Linked DNA regions of Canis lupus: region 2 is linked to region 1. The links are chromatin contacts, called in public Hi-C maps. All regions are on one chromosome and are shown on one strand. The core of a region is the stretch at or near the end of the contact, and the rest is flanking DNA. Distances in the headings are between cores, read along the strand shown.

Region 1 (3,406 bases), core at 394-2,893:
GCTCTTCCGACATAGTCTCCATGTTTTAACAGCAGACAACATATAAATATGTAAGGATATACTTGTCATTACGTTTAAAAGATAATTACAGTTTCTTGAATTCAATTGTATAAAACATACATACATACATACACATAAACGCACCCCTTTCGTAAGTAATAGTCGGCACTAGCGATAGAGGAATAGGGTTTGGGTGGGATGCTACATAAACCAACATTCACGGTTTGGCCCCTGGGTCCCTAAGCACACAGGTCCTCAGGAGGTCTCTGGTCCCCTTCCTTAAATTCTCCGAGGAGTTCCGCCAGTCGGGGCGTGGGAGGTCGTTTTTATAGGACGCTAGGCTACCCTTGGCAAGCTTTCTCTCGGTCTCCAGGTCTTTTCCGTCGCCTGTATAAATAAATCCTCCCAGAGAATGCGAAGATGTACACGTAAATCCTAGGAAGGATGATGATGAGCGAATAATCTAGGTGCAAAGGGTAGTGGATATGGGGCAGGGGGTCGAGTTCCTTTGGTGACCCTCTTCCTGGACAGAACAACTACTGGACGTGAAATAGACTCCACGCCAAGTTGAACTTTCGGCATCAATAAATATGGCACCGTCTGTGGCAGGGAGTTCTCGTTCGTACGTGGGTCGTACGGGCGACACGCCGGCTAACCAGGAGGCATCTCTATTTACAGAAAACACGATCTATGTTGCATTTTACACGGGTTCTTGTTTTCTCTCCACACACACACACACACACACGCACGCTCGCACACTTCTCAGGATGACAGCTACAACTGCAGGGATCGTAAATCCACTAAGTCTCTAGTGCAAGAGGGTTGGGGTGGGGGGGGGTGGGCGGGAGAAGGTGGGTTGAGGATTATCGGAATGGGCCACACAAGCGGGGTGGAGGGTCTTTTCCAGTCTCGGTCCCCCTCCTCTTGCTAGAGCAGCACCTTGCTCAGAGCCGGCCACGCCACTGGCCCTCCTCCCACTCCTCGGGTCTCCCCAGCTCCCTCGCCCCGCGCGGGAGGCCGGTGGGTCGGGGAACGCTACCCGCCCCTCTGCTGGGAAGGGGACGTGCGGACGCGGGCAAAGGCGCTTACTTTCCGAGCTCCTCGAAAAGCTGATACTCGTCCGTGAACCTGGTGCAGGTTGCGGTCGAAGCCATCCTCTCGGTGCGGGCTATGCCCCTGGCTGGGAGAGCCGGCGGACGCGACTCCAACAGACGCGCGGCTTCCCCGGGACTGGCCCCGCGGCGCTGCCACCCAGGGCCGCCCTCACTTTCCTCGTCCGAAAGTAGCTCGCCCGGGAGGGAGTGTGCGCAGGGGCGGGGCGCGAGGGGAGATGACCAGAAAGGGTGGCGTGGGGTCTCCTCCCCACGGCCCGCCGATTCTCCTCCTCCTCCTCCTCCTCCTCCTCCTCCGGCCCGTGCTTCCTTCTCCGCGGGACGCTCCACCCGCCCCTTCCCAGCCCCTCTCCCCCAAATGCCGGGGGCGAAGTACTCGGGAAGAAGGGGCCGGGAAATGGAAAACAGCCGGGCACGGGGCGAGAGGCGAGCAGTTGCGAAACTAGCCGCACCGGGCTGGAGGGGAGGGAGCCCGAGGGGGCGGAGGCCGAGGAGCCGGGAGCGGACAGCGCGAGCCCAGCTGCAGCTGTCAGCGGGCGCGGGGGGCGCGGGGCGCGGGGCGCGGGGCGCGGGGGGCGCGGGGGGCGCGGGGCGCGCCGGGGCTCGGCCGAGCGTGCGCGCCCGGGGCCCGCCTGCCTCCCGCGGGCGCCTCGGCTGCCTGGCGCTGCCCCTGGGGCCCGCGCCGCTCCGCTGCGAGGCTGCGCGGCTGCGCGGCGAGAGGAAGAGCGCTCGGATGGGGCGAAGCCCGGGCGGCCCTCCGCGGGCCTGGGCCTCCGCCTCCTCCCCTCGCCTCCCCTCCCCTCCCCCGCGCTCCCTCCGCGGAGCCCCCTCCTCGCCGGTCCCACACCTCCCTCTAGCGACTCCCAGCCCGGCGCCTTCGCGGACCTCGCTCTCCGCCCCGGGTCTCACGCTCGCGCACACCCGTCGGGGGGCCGGGGGGGGCGGGGGGGGCGGAGGATGTACGAACGAGCAGCCCGGCGAGGGTTTAGGCGAGTGAGGCGACACGGCGAGCCGCCCAGGTGACCTCGCGGTCAGGCGGCTGCCGACACTGGGGCTGGATGCGGCGGAACGACGCGGGGCGAGCCGCGGGCCGGCCGGGGGGTGCCCCCGGGGGGAGGGCGACGTGCGCGGCCGCGGCCGCGTCCGCTCGGCTCCGCTCGGGGTCGACACCGCGGGGGCCGGAGGTGGGCAGTCGGCCGCGTCCCGCCCGGGGTCCCGGCCTCCCACAGCCCCCGGGGACTCCGGGCCCGGCCTGCAGAAGCCGCGCCGCCGCCCGCAGCCGGCTTAGCGAGGGGCGCTGCCCGCCGTGCGCCACGTTTCACGTGTGAGGCGACTGCACCTCACTGCCCACGTGCCCCCGCGCCGTTTTCCAGGCCGGGTCGCTCAAACTCTTGACAGACAACCCCCGCCCCAGGCCTTCGCTTCAGCCTTTGCCGAAGGCTAGAATGAAAGCAAACACTCCCCGAGCGAGCGAGGAGCGAGCCACACCCTCCCTTCAGAGTAACTCCCGCGTAAGCTCAGGAAGTTCTGATAGTAAGGCGGCTTCTCGCGAGATCTCCGGCCCGGGCGGCGGGGGCGGGGGCCGGGGGCGGGGGCGGGGGCGGCTGCTGGGCAGGTTGGGTGTCGGTCACGCGACCTGGCTGGGGCTGACGTCACTCGCATCACGTGAACACGTTCCGGCCCGTTTCGTTTTGCAAAGGGAAGAAAGAGAAGTCTAGCGGCCGGGCGTGTTCTGCTCGCATGACCGAAGACCTGGCTAGGCAGTGACCCGGAAGTACGCTTCGTAAGCGACTTAACGGTTCAAGAGTGTGTCCTTAGCATTAGCAGACAGTAAATAGGAGGAAAAAAGTAGATTTAAAATAAATCGCTGATCGCTGAAACAACCCCTGGCCCTCCCTTCTGTCTTTAATAAACTATGCATCTGCAATTTTGAAGGCAGAACAAAACGGTTTTGAACGGTCTTTCCAAATTGCTGTCCTTTGTTTTACAGCAGGGGACCCTAAAAACCTCGTAGTTCTGGCTGATTTGTTCATGATTAGCATCACATCATGGACTCAGATTTCCGCAGCTGGAAGATAAAGGATAACTTGGATATACAGTCTAATGTAGAGGAATTGTTGCCATCTCCCAAGGGCTGCTTGTCCGTAGTCACACATTTCCTCATCTGGGGAATGATCTCCTGCCAAGAAGCAGAGCTTTTACTGAGGTTTTCAAAGTATTTACCAATTCCAACCACTGTAACAAAATGGAACCTTGTGCCTATTTTTATTCCTAGCCATAAAAAGCAAATAGAA
Region 2 (3,406 bases), core at 451-2,950, 370 kb before region 1:
AAAAAATAATTCTCTGACTTTATTTAAGTGTTCAATAAGTTTGCAATGACAATTCTTTTGTTTTGCTTTATCTTTTAGGTCATTATGCCCAGGTATTTTTGATGCTGAAAACTTCATTAGCAATCTCTACCTACAAACTGGTATCCATTGTGGAGAGGCAGGATTGCAAAAACCAGTACAGTGTGGGAGAGTCCCTATATCTCTCAGGGGACCCAAACAACCAGCTAGATGGAGAAGTAGCTTCTTACCAATTTTGGAATAAGCAATTAAAGTCAAAACCACTCAACTTCCATCCAGAAACATCTTATCCAGCTTGAGGGGTTAGTGGATTGAAAACATTCTTGCTGATTCTAAAACTAGATTGTTTCTCCTCACAGGTGCTCAGGATTCAAGCCAGGGATTGTACCTGGTGGATAATCATTTTATGCCTTTGGGTCAGCTCTGCTAGTTTTTGTTTGTTTTAAACTTGTCTTTGCATCAGGTTCCATTAAAGCTGTGGTACTTTAGGTGAAATGTCTTTCTAAAATGGATGCCCTTCTGTTTACAAAGATATATGGAATCAATGTCTTCAATGTACTTCAACCTCCCACACTTCTATAAGTAGCAATCTCCCTCATTGACCTACATTTTTGATAGCATCCTATCTCATCGCAGTTCTTCTATCTCTCTGAGACATGAAGTTCTCCCTCCTTGACTATAAATATGCTTACACTTTTTCTAGCTTAATTAAAAAAAAAACTTCACTAGAATCTGCCATGCCCCCCAAAATACATTCCCTCTCAGGCACTCATGCTCTTTCTCTTTGTCACTGTCTTTTCAAACTAAAATGTTCAACTAACATTCCTAGAAAGGTGGAGAAGAGCCTGGAGAAATGTATAAGCACAGCAGGGAAAAGAGAATGTGCAAAGCATATGCAGGGAGTGTGAATAGCCGGGTTTCCCTGACAGAGAAGTTTTGGTGAATAGTGAAGTAAATCTGAAAAGATTTTTTTTTTTTTTAGTTAAATTACAGAAGGTCTTGAATGCCAAGCTGTGAAGTTTGGATGTTATGTGGTTGGTCATGTATAACTACAGCAGTTATTTGATCTGGAAAGTGCTGGGTAGAATGAGGTTAGGGGTACAGACAGGAGACATTAGGAATGTGGTCTAGGAATGAGGTCCTTACACACTGGAAAGAAAAAGAGATACTGATCGTGTTATCAGGATTAAACATTTTGAAAATAAAGTTATTGGAAATAGAATATAGTTTACCAAGGTCAAGGTTGGTTAAAATAAAGCTGACAGTAGTCTTTAAAAATGTGTTTATATGTGTGTTTATAAATGTGTTCATACAAAAATGTGTTTACATATAGCTGAGAATTTTAAATGAGTGTTACTAGTACGTGGAGTAAAATGTTATTCAGCAAAGGAGAAATGCACATACAGACACGAATATACATAACTAATGCTTTGGAAAAAAACTAAGAGGGATTAAGAAGTATAGGTTGGTCTTCTGTGCTGTGCTATGTGTGTGTGTGTGCGTATGTGTGTGTGTGTGTGTGTGAGAGAGAGAGAGAGAGAGAGAGAGAGAGAGAGAGAGATGTGGCCTGCAGCCCTGCCTCCATCCTTCTCTCCCTCTAACTGAGGGTCCCATCTCTGAAGTCCTTCACTGGCCACTTGCTAACCACTCCCACAGCCCCAGCTACCAATAGTCTGGGCGCTGGGGGGCCACCTCTCTCTGCCATGCCCTCATAATGAGTCCTCCAGCAACTCAAAGCCAGTCACCTTTTCTTGTCCACTGGCTCTTGTGTATTCTTGCCCTGTTAATATTTAAAAATTCAGGGCCTGCTAGAGCAGAGCTGTTTCTTCCCTTTGCTCTGCCACCAGAGAGCGCTTTAGACCTCCCAGGTCAACCTCCCCAACTCTGAGGACTTGCGCTTATTTTTGCAAGTGGCTTCCCTGAAGCTCCACATGCTTAGCTGGGGAGTGAAAGAGGAATTCACAGGACATCAGCAGTCTCTGCAAAGTACTCCACATCAACAGGCCTGGCTTTTCCCCTACTTTCTCCCGGTTAGATTCTTGCAAAGTAAGTGATGAGCTGGAGCTGCCAAACTGGTTTCACAAACAGCCTGTCTTGCAAAGACGGTAGTCAAACACCTATAGTTGTTGACCTTTGGGCTCTGAAAGCTCTAAACTCTGAGTCAGGAGGAAATTTAGCATCTGACACACACACACACACACACACATACACACACACACAGTTTCATGTGTTCACACATTCTCACACACCCATGGAGAAAGGGCTAGGTGGACAATAGTTACCTGAGTACAAGAATTAGCTCAATCTTTTTCTCTATATTTTCTGTGTTTTCCAAGTTCTCTGCCTGGAAAATGTATTTCTCTTTCAAATAACAAAATAGTAAATATTGTAAAATAAATCATAAGCAAAATAAATTGCTTATCTATTATCTGCTCCAATTTAGTAAAATTCCACAGAGAAAAAATATTTTCTCTCTAATGTGTCTGATGACCCACTGAAATAATTTTTTTTGAAACTTTGTTTTGATATTTTTCAGAAATCCTTTTTATTTATGTAACAAAATCAGTAAAAATATTTATATACTTTTAGTTATTATACATGGAAAAGGAGACCCTACAATTGGGATGCTTTCCCATTTCAAAAAAAAATCAGTCTGGGGCTTTATATGGCATTAGGAACTGTTGTGGCTCATAAATATTTATTTAGAAAATTTGGTTGATGTTTGAATGTTCTTCCTTTCCTTTAAATAATCGCAACATAAGCCCTGAATCACACGTGTGATTTAAAAACTTTGTTCCTACCCCGTTTATCTCACCATAATCTGGGAGTTCTGAACTTATATTTTGGCCTCATGTATCACATGCCTTATCATCTCTAGTGATATTCACAGGAAACCCTGAATTTGATCAATAACAAACTCAATAAATAAAAAAATTCAAAAATGAATTTTTGAAATAATTTTTATAAACCAAATCTGAAATATGTATGAGGAAGTTAATCTTCTTCCTTAATTACCCATTCCTCTGCCTGGAGTGAGGTCTGAGGGCAATGGTGAATCACATCCTCTCTCTCGTGCGTTCTTACCGAGATGGGGAAAGTTTTGGAGTTATTATCAGCTTTATTTTGGTAAGTAAAAATAAAATAGGATTAAGCATAGATTCAGAGCTCAAATTGGGCTTTCTTCTCTGACTTTTCCACATGGTTCCAGGGTGGGTGGAAAGGCTTTGCCCTGATGGCTGACTTTTCATGTGGTAGCATGGCATGTGTCCTGGAAGAAATGTGTTCTGCAAATATCTGGACCTGCCAACGCATGGTGAAAAGAAAAAAAAAAAAGTTTTCTTCTAAAGCTGTTTATTCTTAGGAAATAGAACTCCCTCTTTGGCAAAAT

Evidence for each region. A called contact is a pair of places that touch in the nucleus more often than the background predicts.
Region 2: a contact with region 1 is called in a Hi-C map of skin fibroblasts, with 4 times the contacts expected there. The contact joins the enhancer-like site here to the promoter of CAMK2D in region 1. A contact is called at or near these places in 3 of 9 Hi-C or Micro-C datasets (amygdala, skin fibroblasts and tumor fibroblasts).

What each region holds. Positions count from the first base shown.
Region 1 is chr32:6,361,028-6,364,433 of UU_Cfam_GSD_1.0, reverse strand. It overlaps CAMK2D (calcium/calmodulin-dependent protein kinase type II subunit delta), which reads right to left and starts at 1,643. Exons shown (of 22, transcript XM_038581789.1): 1 at 1,090-1,643. The coding sequence starts at 1,154.
Region 2 is chr32:6,731,000-6,734,405 of UU_Cfam_GSD_1.0, reverse strand. No RefSeq gene overlaps it. Among named protein-coding and RNA genes, the nearest start is that of ANK2, 340 kb to the left of the region's middle. Within about 2 kb of position 1,700, at least 3 of the 20 cell types and tissues checked have an H3K27ac peak or open chromatin away from gene starts, as enhancers often do.